Linked DNA regions of Rattus norvegicus: region 1 is linked to region 2. A link is a contact called in public Hi-C data. All regions are on one chromosome and are shown on one strand. The core of a region is the stretch at or near the end of the contact, and the rest is flanking DNA. Distances in the headings are between cores, read along the strand shown. Region 1 overlaps Ttll11 (tubulin tyrosine ligase like11). Region 2 overlaps Dab2ip (DAB2 interacting protein).

Region 1 (6,540 bases), core at 2,034-4,533, 120 kb after region 2:
TTGGGAGTGCAAATGGCACTGCCACTTTGGAAAACAGACTCTTTTTGTAAGACTAAAACTTAGTATCATGTGCATTCGTCAAGATTTTCCAGAGAGCTAGGACCCTCAGGCAGGAGGGAGGAGGGCACTTGGACAGACACATGGACAGACAGATGGATAACAGACAGTAGACTAATCTAGATAGAGGAGAGGGAACTTAGTAGGGATTGCAGTCATACAAATATGGCGGCAGACCCTCCGAGGCTGGTGGCAGGTACTGTGGCTCACTTTCTGTCCGGAGACCTCTGAACCAGAGAAATGATCGTAAACTCTCACCGTAAAGCCAAGGGCCCAAGAACATGTGGGACAAATCAGTGTTCTAAGGTCAGGAGCCCAAGATCCTGGGAGTTCTGATGTCTCAGAGAGGATGTGAACCAAAGTGAGAGAGCTTTCCCTGCCTTCCAAAGGTTACACTTGGTCTGGAGAGATGGCTCAGTGGTTAAGAGCACTGACTACTCTTCTAGAGGTCCTGAGTTCAATTCCTGGCAACCACATGGTGGCTCACAGCCATCTGTAATGGGATCTGATCCCCTGCTATCATGTTAGTATGGAGGTCGGAGGACAACTTGTAGGAGTAAGTTTTCTCTTTCTACCTCGTGGGTCCCAGAGGTTGAATTCGGGCCATTAGACTTGGCAGTAAGCCACTCACCACCACCCCCCATTTTTTATTCTTCCTGGGTCCCCAGCTGATTGGGTGGGACCTGCTCCCATCCAGGGTGGACCTTCCCACTCAGTCCACTGACTCACATGCTAATCTCTGGAAACACCTCACAGACGCATCTGTAATGGATGCCTTCCCAGCTCTCTAGGGTTCCTTAGACTAGTCAGGTTGACAGCTAAAATTAATCATCACAGCCATATGGTCTAACAGCTACACTGACGGGTATTTGTCTATCCATGTAAAAAACTATGTCCACACAAAACCTGCGCATGAATATTTATAGTTAATTCACCCCTCACTACTAAACAGTGACGCAATCAAGATACCCTTTACAAGGTAAATACACTCGAGAATCGTGATTGTGCCCATCTAATGGATGGCTGTCCAGAGATTCAAATAACGAACTGTCAAGGAATAAAAAGGCATAGAGGATCTTAAAGGCACACTGCTGGTGGCAGAAGCCAGTCTGAACAGGCTAGGCACACGGTGATCGCAGCAGCCACAACATTTTGGAAAGAGCAGAATTACATGGAGTCGTGGCAGTTGTCAAGGGCTCTGGGAATGTGTGTGGGGCAGGGAGCGGGGAGAAAAATGGTAAACAGGGCACAGAGAGGCTAGGGCAGTACAGCTCTCTTGAGCAAAACGCAGAGCTGATAGTTAGGGGCCCTCCTCATGCAGTTGTTAGGACGCATAGAATGTGGGCTGGGTAGAGCTGGCTCAGCAGCTAAGAGCGCCAGCTGCTCTTCCAGAGGACCTGGGCTCGATTTGCAGCACCTGTTTGGCTGTCACCACCATTTAGGTCTGATACCCCCTTAGGGATCAGGCTCTCACGTCATACGTTCAGGTAAAACACCCATACATGTAAGATACAGAAATGAGGGATTAAAAGAATAAAAAGATTTAAAAGGAGGAACCTTCATAGAATGTGAAACACCAAGAGGGTGAACCATGATGTGCAGCCTGAGCTTTATCACTGTAGAGTAGTGGAGTTAGTACAAAGAGGCTTGTTCTTCAGTACTTGGGGGCCTGGGTATGAGGAAAGGGAGGGGAGTCTCTGGCCCGTCTGCTCTGTGCTTGTCGAGCCTGGTTCATGTTAGGTGCTGGATAACTGTCGCTCACACCGGGGCAGATGACTTGTGGTCAGGTTAGGGTGTGGCCCGTGGCAGAATCTTTGCTTAGACCTAGTGGGTCTAGAAGCCGCTATGGAGTAACTGGGTGTCTGGGGAGGCAGCTCCTCCGCTGTCTGGCCCTTCTTCTCCAGCTTTGAACAGTTGGGCACATGCCAGAGAACATTTTTTATTTGTCACAGTAACACCAGTGCAAACATTCCACTGGCTTCTCTGGGACTGGCAAGTGACAAATGAGGAGGTGCTTGGAAAGGAGCCCTCATAGTTGAGTGCTTTCTAGATGTCTGCCATTGTCACCAGTGGCCTTTGCCAAGACCAGGAACCAGATTGTTGTCACAGCAGACACTGCTATCCTAGCTCCCACACTGAGGACGTGTGGGGGTGGGGTGGGACTGGTGCTCATGCCTTTCGGGGTCTGGGAACTGAACTCAGGCTCCTTCTTGCCATCATCAATGGCCCACGTGAGTGGTCTCTGTTCTCCATGGCCTGCGTGTGTGATCTCTGTCCATGAGAGGCTTCTCAACTTTCCGCCTCTTGGAACTTCAGTTTCCTCCTCTGGAAGGAGCCTCCTGGGAATGGGGCATCCTGCTCACAGCTTGGAATCCATATTCTCATTTTCACAGCACACCTCTAACGGGAGTGATGCCAGGTGGCTGGGAAGAGGACAAAAACACATGAGACACCACCATCCCCAGGTAGATGTCAGGGGCCCTGTTGCAGAGGCGGCTGAGGCCCCCAGAAGAGAAGTGACTCCTCTCAGCGCTCCGCTCTCTGACAGTCGCTTGGCCCATGATGCTGAGCGCTGCTGTGGTGGCAGTCCCCAGAGGAACCAGAGGCAGTGGGTGTAAGGCGTAGGGAGGTGGTGAGAGGCAGTCAGCTTTCTCCCTTCTGCCTAGTTCTGGTGCTCTGATGCAATGTTTCCCTTTTTGCCTAGGTGACTGAGGATGAGGGAGGCCGGAGACAGTGGGTAACAGGACACATGACTGGGTGTCCTGCAGGCCTTGAAGACACACGTCTGAGCCGGGGGAAGCTGGCATTCTCCTTGCTTTTATTAAGAATAATTTAGCTATTTTGTGAGTCTGTTGGACATCTATCCAGAGAGAGCCATCTGATGTTGAGGTAACTTCAAGGTTGAAGAAAGCGGCCGGTCCCAGGATACCTCCAGGTGGTGCTTTGTGATTCTGGCCTAGGGGTGGGGCAGCCATGTATATGCATAAGGGAAGTCTTGCTAAACATGCCGAGTAAAAATACTTTTAAATATTTCAGTACATCACCGGCTAAACTGCTTTTCGGTAGGATCGCGTTCCAGCTGAAGAGAGTCCAGGCGTCACATGATTTGCATAAGTCGACTGAGGAAATTTGGTGAGAGACGGCAGGGAGCTACAGACGCCCACAGGATGGGCTGGCTGGCAGGGTCTGGTCCGTGCTGCACATGTGTGTGGAGCATCAACCATGCGCCAGGCACAGCAGTAGGCTTCGGTAGGACACAAGAACCGCAGTTGTAGCTGGTTGGTTTAACCTGACAGCAGGTACTGCACGAAGGCTGCGTAACCACATGCACCAGCTGTGACGAGTGGATAAGAGGGATCCCGGCATAGCCTGGCGCTGAGGTGGGCCCTGGCTTTGTGCATGACAGGAGGGGGATCTCTGGGACAGGCAAGGACCCTGGTGGAGAACTCTGAGGTGGCTGGCACTCTGCCTAGAGTGAGGGAGTACCCCCTCCCCAGAAGTGTAATGCCGCAGGGAGCCAGACAGGAACATGGCTGACTTCCTTGTCTGAGCAGAAGGCAGTGTGAGGCCACCTAAGTGAGAGGCCTGGACTCTTGTCAGCCATTGAAAACACCCACGGCAGCCTGCCCCACCCTTCTGAGCAGACTACTCTAGGGCAGCCTTTCTTCCTACTTGTCTCCCTAACACCTCAGGGGCCTGAAAGGAGCAGGCGCCTTGGAGAGGGTTCCCGAGGGGCACGCTACGTCTGAATGGCAGCGGGTTAGTTTCTGAGCACAGAGGCAGACCCGGTTGGCAGCTTCGTTCCGTGATATTTTTTTGCATGTGAGGTAGGCACCAGGATCCTGCTCACTTCACAGACGTTGAACAAGGGTTGGAGGAAGTCAGGCAGCTTGCTCCGGGACACCTAGCTGGCAAGTTATCAAGCCCAGGGTGAATGCCCCATTTGTTTGACTCTGTAGCCCAGTGGCTCTGAGTAGATTGTCACTCAAGGGCTGAAGAGAAGGCTCGGAGATTTAGAGCACCTGCTGCTCCTGCAGAGGACTAGGTGTGATCGCCAGCCTTCACATGGCGGCTCTCCACTACCTGTAACTTGCTCCAGTTTTAGGGGGGCCAATTCCCAGTTCTGACCTCTGCAGAAACCAGGGACACACACGGTGTACATACCTATACACAGGCAAAACATCCATACACATAAAATAAAACAAATAGGTCTAAAAAAGGAGAACGATAGCCACTCGCACCCAGGGCTGCCTGAAGGGTGCACTCAGGGACTCAGAAGGGGGTGAAAATTGTGTATTTGATAAAAAGGTCCCTAGCATACAACATCAGCTATTAAACTGTGCATTCTTAGATTTCCCCCTCTAAGACTCAGGGAGGACCTTTAACACCACCTTTGCTGGTGTGCATGTATGTGTGTGTGTGTATGTATGTATGTATGTGTATATGTGTGCACATGTACATGTATGTGTATATGTGTGTATGTATGCATATATGTGTGCACATGTACATATATGTATGTGTACATGTGTATATGTGTGCATGTATCTGAGCATGTATGTGTGTGTGTATGTATGTGTGTGTGCATGTATGTGTGCGTGTGTGTGGGTATATATGTATGTATGTTTGCATGCATGTATGTATGTATGTATTACATTTTATTAAGATAGGGTTTCCCTGTTTATCACAGGCTGGGATTCAGGTGTGTGCTGCTAGGCCTGGCATAGTACGTTCTTTTTTTTTTTTTTTTTTTTTTTTTTTTGAGCTGGGGACCAAACCCAGGGCCTTGCGCTTGCTAGGCAAGCGCTCTACTGCTGAGTTAAATCCCCAACCCCTGGCATAGTACGTTCTTAAACAGGAAACAGATTGTGTTAGAGGGTGGATGCCCAGCTGCTGGGACCCAGTGCTCCTATGCAGGTGAACTGTGGCTCCAGTGATGTTGGCACATTTTATTGCCCTATCTGCATGCTGCCCTCCTCTCTAACCACAGAGATGCGCCCGCCATCAGGGTCTGTAATTGTGAGTGCAGTTGATGTGAAATCATTGCATCTCCATCCACGGATGCTTCTTCACTTGGTGCTGGCTGAGGAGAAGGCTGCGGCATCCCAGCCTGGCTGAGACTTTTGTATTCTGCTGGAAATTCTAAGCTTGGAAATTAAAATCCGTCATTTGGGGAGAAAAAGAGACAATTACACTGGCAAGCTGGAGAGTGTGAGCTGCACACTGCTAAGTTCCACCCAGCTCCCGAGCAGACTTTGACATTCAGAGAGAATATTTACAGAGGAGAATCCAGGGCTCAGACTCCTCGGTGGGGAAGGACGGTAGCCAGCCAAGGTGGGGAGCCACATGTTTGAGGATGTTACTGTGAAGGTTTAGCTTCTGTTTGGGGTGAAGAGTCTTCTGGATGTTTATTCTATTACTAAAAATAGCTCATTACGGGGACTGGGGTGATCGCTTAGTAGGTAAAATGTTTGCTTTGCCAGCAGGAGATCTTTGAGTTTGATCCTGCAGAATGCATCTCAAACAAACAAACAAACAACCTACCAGGAGGTGGCATACACTTGTGATCCCAGTGAGGGAGGAAGAGATTGGCAGATAGCTGGGGCCTGCTGGTCAGCTTATTCTAACCTGTCCCTAGACATGCAGGTACACAGTGGTCTGAAAATCAAGGTGGTGTAGGCTTGAAGGATGACAGCAAGGTTCTCTTTTGCTCTCCACGTTCATGTGCATACAGAGCACCCCAGCTGCCCACCTAGTATACAACATACACACACACACACACTACACACACACACACACACACGTGCACGTGCGCTACATATACAATATACAACACACAGCCAATATACAACACACACACATGCTACATATACAATATATAACACATACACAACCAATACAGAACACACACACATGCACACACACACACGCTACATATATAATATATAACACACACAGCCAATACACAACATACACACAGAGCCAATACACAACACACACACTCATGCACACACACACACACACACACACTACATAACACATACCTGTACACAGGTGCTAATACCTACTCTGAAGGCCAGATAAGAGCAGGGTGGGCATAGACATGACAGAGGTGACTCAGTGTTCACAGACATTGCTAAGGCCATTTCCACACACCAGACACCCAACAGAGAGATGGCTTGAGGATTATTATATCTCCTCACAGAAAGTGGCTTTTTCCAAGCCATGTTTCCAGCACTCCTTTTCTTCTCCTCCACATCAGTAGCTGGGTCACCTGAGGTAGGGGACCTTTGTTCCCAAGCCTCAAGTGCCAGAGATGTGGACTGAGCCCAGTCTCACTGAGTCTGGGTGGGCTCTGGGGTAAAGAGAGGATCTGATAGGACTTGGGCACCCACTGTGGGTGCTGGGATAGAGGGCGACCCTGTGTCACTCACTGGGCTGGCATCTCACAATGACCCTGTCCGTGAGGCCGGGCTCCCATGGGCT
Region 2 (6,805 bases), core at 223-2,722:
TCAGACAAGGTGGGAACCTGGAGCAGGAGCAGAGGCCAGGAGGGGTGCTGCTTACTGGCTTGCTCCACATGGCTTGCTCAGCCTGCTTTCTTACAGAACTCAGGACTACCAGCCCACGGGTGGCCCCACCTACAATAGTTGTGTCCCTACACATCAATCCTTAAATAAGAAAATGTCCTACAGCTGGATCCTAATGGAGGCATTTTCTTAGTCGGGAGTTTCAAATGACTAACTTGTGCCAAGTTTATATAAAACTAACCAGCTCTCCCAGTAAGACTCAGCTGTGGCCCTTTGAGCCCCACATTTACTCATCATCTGTAAAGGGCATCTGGTCGAACCTGGGTGTACTGAGGCCTGGCTTGTCACCTGCCACTTCATTTGTCCAGAAGCTCTGGATTGGGGTGGGGTGGAGTGTGGTGAGTTGGGAATGCTGCTTTTAGCTGGAGCCTCAGCTCAGCACTGGCTGGTGAATCCATAAGTGGTCTGAGTCGGGTGTCCCAAAATTGGAGGCACTCAGCAAACCCTTCCACACCTTGGTCCCTCCTTAAGAGAGGAACTGGGGAACCTGTACCCATGGGGATTGGCTTTGGGGGGTCCAAGTGTTTCAGCCTCCATCCTGACAGCCAGCCATTGTCTGTCCGCCTTAGGGGTCTAGATGGCCAGATTACTAGGAGGCTCGCTGGCTTGTTGGAGGACCTGCTTTCCCAGCCTTACTTTCCTTCATTTGAGTAACCACTCCTGTCAGTCTCTGACGGGGCGGGGTGTGTGGAATCCTCCTGGAGGTTGGGGGTGTGGCCTGGTTGCGAAGGAAGGTGAGGTGAGGGGCTGCTGGTGGCGCTAGCCACTCATCACCACCCCCTAAGTTCCCCGCCCCTCCGAAGCCCTGCCGCCCCGCCCTCTCGGCGCCAGGAGGTGGGTAGGGGGGCTCGGGCATCCTCGGCCACGGTCGGAGACACTCGGCTCAGTGTCGCCATGGCAACGGCGGCTTAGGGGCGGGGGCGACGTGGCGGGCTGGGCCGGCCGGCGGGCGGCGCGGGGTGGGCTGGGCCGCGCTGCGCGGGCCGGGCCGTCGGCGCTCGGTCGGCGGGCGGGCGGCGGCGCGGGCCGCGAGCTGCTGGGGCCGAGCCCGGCCCGCCGTGGGCCGCGAGGGTGCGGGTCCCGGCCCGCCGCCGCCGCGCTAACCCCGCCTCCCCTTCCCCCTCTTGTCGCCCCGCGCGCAGGGCTTCCTCAGCCGCCGCCTCAAGGGCTCCATCAAGCGCACCAAGAGCCAGCCCAAACTGGACCGCAACCACAGCTTCCGCCACATCCTGCCGGGGTTCCGGAGCGCAGCCACCGCCGCCGCGGACAATGAGAGGTGAGCCCGCCGCCACCCCGGCTGCGCCCCGAGGGCGCGGGGACAAAGCCCGACCCAGGCAGGGCACGCTCCCGCGGGAGTGACGCCTCGCCGGCCTCCCGGAACTCCGGGAACTGGGCCCCCGTCGGGCTATGGGACTCGGGCTGCAGCCTTCGTTGCCTTCACCGGCTGCAGCTAGGAGGGTGCTGGAGGTCCGGGGTGAGGCCGGGCGGCAAGTGCCCTCTTGGGCATGTGGGGTCCTGCCTCGTCTGGCCGAGGTGGGCATTGTTTCCCGGGCTGTGCGGTGCCTGGAGGTAGGGACGGAAGTGGCGCCTCCACCCTCAGGACCCATTCCCGGCCTACCGAGTCCCTCGGTGTCCGATACAAAAGGCATTTTCGGCTGGGTTTTGCCCAGAGCCGGTAGCGCTCGTGGCGCGGAAAAGGGTGAACATCTGGAGGGGAGGAGCAGGGGGCTGGGCCGCTTAGGGGGCACATCTGCGCTAAGTAGGGCACGTGCTCCGCTGGGGGCTGGGGTGAGCCAAGCAGACAGTGCCCAGGCTCTGGGTTGATGGGCATCACCTAAGACCCGGGAAGATGGGCCTTCCCCCTACAGTCTGGGCAGCTGCCCTTACCTCCCGCTCCCAGGGGGTGTCTCCTATTCCTTGCTTCCTTCTGGGCAAGCCGGGAGCAGGTGTGGAAATTCCAGGGGGAGGTGGCTAGTGGGGCGGAGGGGAGGGGAGGAGGTTGTTGAGCCTGCTCTGGAGTCAATGGCAACGTGCAGGCTTCAGCTCGCAAGGGCAAGCCATCCTGTCCGTGCGGGGGCACTGGGCGGGCACAGCCTCTGGGGGCCCTGGTTCTCCTTGAGTCGTGTCAGCCACAGGCACCTTTCCACTTAGGCACAGGCACAGTGATGCATTTCTGTGCCAGTTAGAACGTGTCGTGGAGGTGAAGGAGCCAGTAGGCTCCCAGGAGCCTTTTCAGCATCCAGCCCCAGCATCTTAGGCTACTGGCATCTGCCTTTCTGGGTCCGTGTCCGTTTTACCGTTGGCGAGTTGGCACTTCTTGTGCGGAAGGGCACAGGTAGAATGATGTCTTCCCTTTCCTCCTTGGTTCCTGCAAGCAAGGAGCCCAAGTTATCCTAACTCCTGCCCAAGGTGGTGTGACGTTTAACTGACACCTAACACCTTTCCCAGAGCACCCCTCCCACATCCCAGTTAGAACCACTAGACCTTCCTTGTCCATCAGCCCAGCGCTGTTCTACAGTGCATCTCCACCACGGTCTGCACCTGGCTTCCTGCCCCGGCTGCTAAGCCCAGCCTAAGGCAGGACCCCCCCCACCCCGCCACCCCAGCTTTTCACTGATGGCTATGGTGCCCCAGGGGACCAGGCGTTCCCTGGCAGGAAGATGCATCCAGGCCAGAGCTCGGTGCTGGGTGCAGCCACTGCGTCTTTGAAAATCTCCATTCCCATCTTTGTTATTATTGTCTGTCTGGGCGGCAGGCTACCCGGTTTGCTGCCTTCCTCCCTCCTCCGGCCCCCACCTCCGGCTGTCTCCCCCCAAGAACATGCCCTTCTCTGCGCTTTCCCTGGCAGGGGTCCGGACCCTCTGTTCTCGCATGCGGGGGCTTGTGTACGTACCCCATTTTGTGTGCATGTGTTGGTTGTCCGGGAGCAGGAGAGACGGCAGGCAGCCCGGGTCTCTGAGTGTGTCTGCCCTCTTGAGAGCAAGCGGCATGCATGTCGTGTTTACCTTCTACCGCTGGGAAGCCCGCACCAAAAAGCCAGCAGGCGCTTGGCTAGCAATCTAGCCAGAGTGGGGCTTCACTAAGATGACCTCGGAAACATCCTGTGCAGCCTGGTCTCAGGTTAGCCTTGTTACATGGAAGGGGAGGGGGAGGGGGAGATCTAGTCCGGTTAGAGAGTGAAACTACAGATCCGTTTCTGGAAAATGTGAAAGGCAGCAAGAGGAGATGAATGTCATTGGCAGTGGTGTGGAATTGTCTTTAAAATTTTCTGTAAACAATCTGTCCTGGTGGCCTCTGGTACCAGAAGGGAGCCCAGATTTCCCTTGAATACTCAGGGAGACTGGGTTTGAATCCCCCTACCCTGTCTAGAAGCTAAAATGGGCTTTCAGGACTGGGGTCTTGGTTTGTTGCTTTGTTCAGGAATCGATTTGCTGTTGGGTGAATGGGTGGATGTTTCTTTGGGGCAGTTTCTGGAGTCATTATTCTTGGAAGTTGAGTAACATCAACTGTGGTGAACCTACTCTCACCCCCTCATTTCACGGTCAAACCTGGGTGAGTGGAGAGGTGCCTCCTTATTCGTGTGGGGGTTGTGCTGCCCAGGTGCAGTAGAAAGAACAGAGCAAGGAGAGGTTGAATCCCCTCTCCAGGCTCTCCCACACGCCTGTGCCTGTCCTGGGGTAAATACAGAGACTCGAAGCAGGGAGTGGATGTGAGACAAGGACTGCGGGAAAGGGAATAGAGGCTTCCAGGGTTGCACGTATGAGCCCTGATCCCAGTGGCCTTCCACGTAGATGACAGTTTAGGGCTATCTGGTCAGTTCCTTCAGTGTAACTGGGTGAATCTGTGGTTTGTATGACTGCTAAAGAGGTGTTAATGCATGTTGTCCGTCTGCTCTGCTTTGCTGTGTTGGACAAGTCAGTTTTTTGTTCTGGAATTCTCCACCCAGAGTCTGGAAACCAGGTGGTTCTGTGCTGGAATCTTTGGGATTCTTGGGAAGGAAGTTTGCCCGAGGTGTGGGCTGCTACTGTTTGGTCCTGAGGCTTGGGTCAGGCCAGCAGGGACTTGAGGGCTTAGGGCTATGGGACAGGTTTGAGCCTTTGTACTTGCTCTACTGAAAATGGCTCCAAGGGGAGGTTCCTAATGGTCTCCATGATCTCCGGGTCTCTCAGGCACCAATTTCTCCTTTGGAGGCTTTGGCAGGAAGCACTGGGGACAGATAATCATTTCTCCTGGATAGCTGAGATGAGTGCTGGCCAGAGCGCTTTCCAGGTGAGCAGGTTGCTGGCAGAGCACTTCCTCTTGCTGGCTGGAAGTGTTGTTGCTTCATTTACAGGGTGGTTTTAATGTTGGTAAAAGCAATAAAAGATACGGTGGCTCTGCCTTCCCCGAATCAAGTCCCTTGCTCATTCATTGATGCTTCTGAGCTAGGAGATCAGTTGACATCTTTATCCCCCCTTCTCCTGCGCCCTACATATTCAGTGAGTATGTCTCCTCCTGCCCCATCTTCCACACCCCACTATCTTTGGCTTAGCTTGGAAGTGTAGATGGTCAGGTGCAGCTAGGCAAGGCCGGTGTGTGTGCAGTTAGAGCTGCACTGTCCACCCCAGGGAATGTACAGACCTTAGTTTCCACATCTGAAAGTTACTCACGGAGGGATTCCCAGGTATGTAGAACCAGGGAGGGGGGCAGGTAATTGGAAGTTGGGGGTGGGTTTTTTTTTTTTTTTTAATTGTCAGGTTGGTGGCAAGCACCATAACCTGCATTTTCTTTCTTTTTTTTTTTTTTTTTTTTTTTTTTCCGGAGCTGGGGACCGAACTCAGGGCCTTGTGCTTGCTAGGCAAGCGCTCTACCACTGAGCTAAATCCCCAACCCTGGGGGTGGAGTTTTTTACAGGGATCCCCAACTGGCCCTGAGTAGGCAGATATGAAATCTATTTCCAGGGGTGAGGTCATCGTTGGAGGAAGAAACAGGAAGCTAGGTGAAGAGGAGGTGGAAGGCAGAGCCTGTCCTGTTGCTGTGCCTTTATAGTCTCAGGGCTGGCATCCAGGCCTGGGCTTTGCTGGTTCCTGTCCTGCTGAGCACAGCAATGGGAGGTCAGGTCCCTGTCTGCATTCCTTTTGAACTGGTCAGTGAAGAATAGTGACTGTGAGATGCAGATTGGAGAGCTCCGAGATATACCAGGAGTGTGTGTGTGAGCTTTGGCTTGGAAGCAATCCCTGGAGGAAGGCACCTGGGCTTTGGGAGCCTCATTTTGTACATCTGCAAAGTGAGCACAATGACAATTATGATGGAGATACTGGTATCTATACAGTCAATACTTAATCACAAGCTCCTGTCTCATTTCATGCTGTTTCCTTAGCATTTAATACTGGGTCTCACACATTTCTTAAATGTTCCTAAAATTTGATAAGTTAAAACATAATGTGTGAATGGTCGGAGGAAGCCATTTTGTTTGGTAGGCCTCAGTTTTCTCATCTGTAGACTGGACTAACGGTCACTCATGGTATCATTCCAGAGTTCTAGAGAGCTTGTAGATGCTGCCGCTCCTGATAGCAAGAACTGAGTCGTAATGGAGAGGGATGTTGACCTGGAACAAAGCAAAGCAAGAGGCCTGGGAGAGGGTCCTTCTTCCCAGCCATGCCTGGGAGTGAAGATCTTTCCTGTGTGTTTTACAAATCTATTCTAAATGCCCATTGTTCCAGCTCCTTCTGAGCCATCCTTATTTTAAATCATCTAGCATTTAGGTTCACCTTTTCTTTATTAATTTAAAGCCTTGTGCATTCATTTTTGTGTGCACCTCTCATCTCATAAGATGTTTTAGAATTACTAAGTCAAAGAATATGAAGTTTGAGGTTTTGACCAAAAAAAGTAAAAAGCTCATCAAAATCCTGTCATGGCTTATTTCCTGCCAGTGAGCTTTGAGAGTGACCACCTGTTGGCTTTCTTCATACCCTCTAAGAGATGAGTTGTCTGTCATTAAAGTGGTCTCTTTCATTTTGGAGAGACAGAAATACGACATTTCTTTATTTGCATTAATTTGCTTGTTAGTGGCTGAGTGCTGGCTGCTCTCCTGAGTCAAGTGGCCAGTGGTGGTGTTTCCTGGAAACTCACCTCTTCTGTCCTTGTGTTCTGAATTTTCCCACAGGGCCCTTTGCAGGACTTTCAGTTACCCTCTCCTGCCTTCCTCAGCACCGGGAGGCCTTATGTGGGTGGGCCTCCATGTTATATGAGCTCTAACAGGAAATTCATTAACTCCTGGTGAGAAAGCTCACCTGGTTCTCATCTCTTTCCTCCTCTCCTCCTCCCTCCCTAACATTAGGGAATCAGATTTAATTCTTAACCCATAATCATTATGAAGAAGTTCTATCTAGGGCATCTGTCCTTCAGAGTACAAAGTCAGAAAAGGGGCTGAAAGGTCTGGGAAACTGAGGCCATGTAACCAGTCAGGCCTTTTGTAGTCAGATTGCCTCCCTATGCGGCATCTACTTGGGGCCTCTTGAGCATAGGCGGGCCTAACCAGAGCCTTGTGCATGGTCCTGAGCCTCATCTCCAGAGGAGAGGGAAGGCACAGAATACAACCTGGATGCATGGAACAGCCAATTTATTTTTGCTTTCTCATTTTTATTGCCTTCCTTTTATATCCGCAGCTCCCTTGTGTGCCTTCTAGAGATCTGGAGCTGGGTAATATTTTAAGGAATGGTGGAAATTAGCTAGTGATCAGCCCCAG

What was found. Hi-C and Micro-C count contacts between places; a contact is called where the count stands out from the background.
Region 1: a Hi-C map of frontal cortex shows a contact between it and region 2, with 1.5 times the contacts expected there. The contact joins two enhancer-like sites. A contact is called at or near these places in 2 of 12 Hi-C or Micro-C datasets (the A7r5 cell line and frontal cortex).

What each region holds. Positions count from the first base shown.
Region 1 is chr3:39,532,433-39,538,972 of GRCr8, forward strand. The region is part of intron 8 of Ttll11 (tubulin tyrosine ligase like11); the gene reads right to left. Among named protein-coding and RNA genes, the nearest start is that of Ttll11, 200 kb to the right of the region's middle. Within about 2 kb of position 3,284, at least 19 of the 93 cell types and tissues checked have an H3K27ac peak or open chromatin away from gene starts, as enhancers often do.
Region 2 is chr3:39,412,964-39,419,768 of GRCr8, forward strand. It overlaps Dab2ip (DAB2 interacting protein), which reads left to right. Exons shown (of 16, transcript NM_138710.4): 3 at 1,221-1,354. Among named protein-coding and RNA genes, the nearest start is that of Dab2ip, 100 kb to the left of the region's middle. Within about 2 kb of position 1,473, at least 31 of the 93 cell types and tissues checked have an H3K27ac peak or open chromatin away from gene starts, as enhancers often do.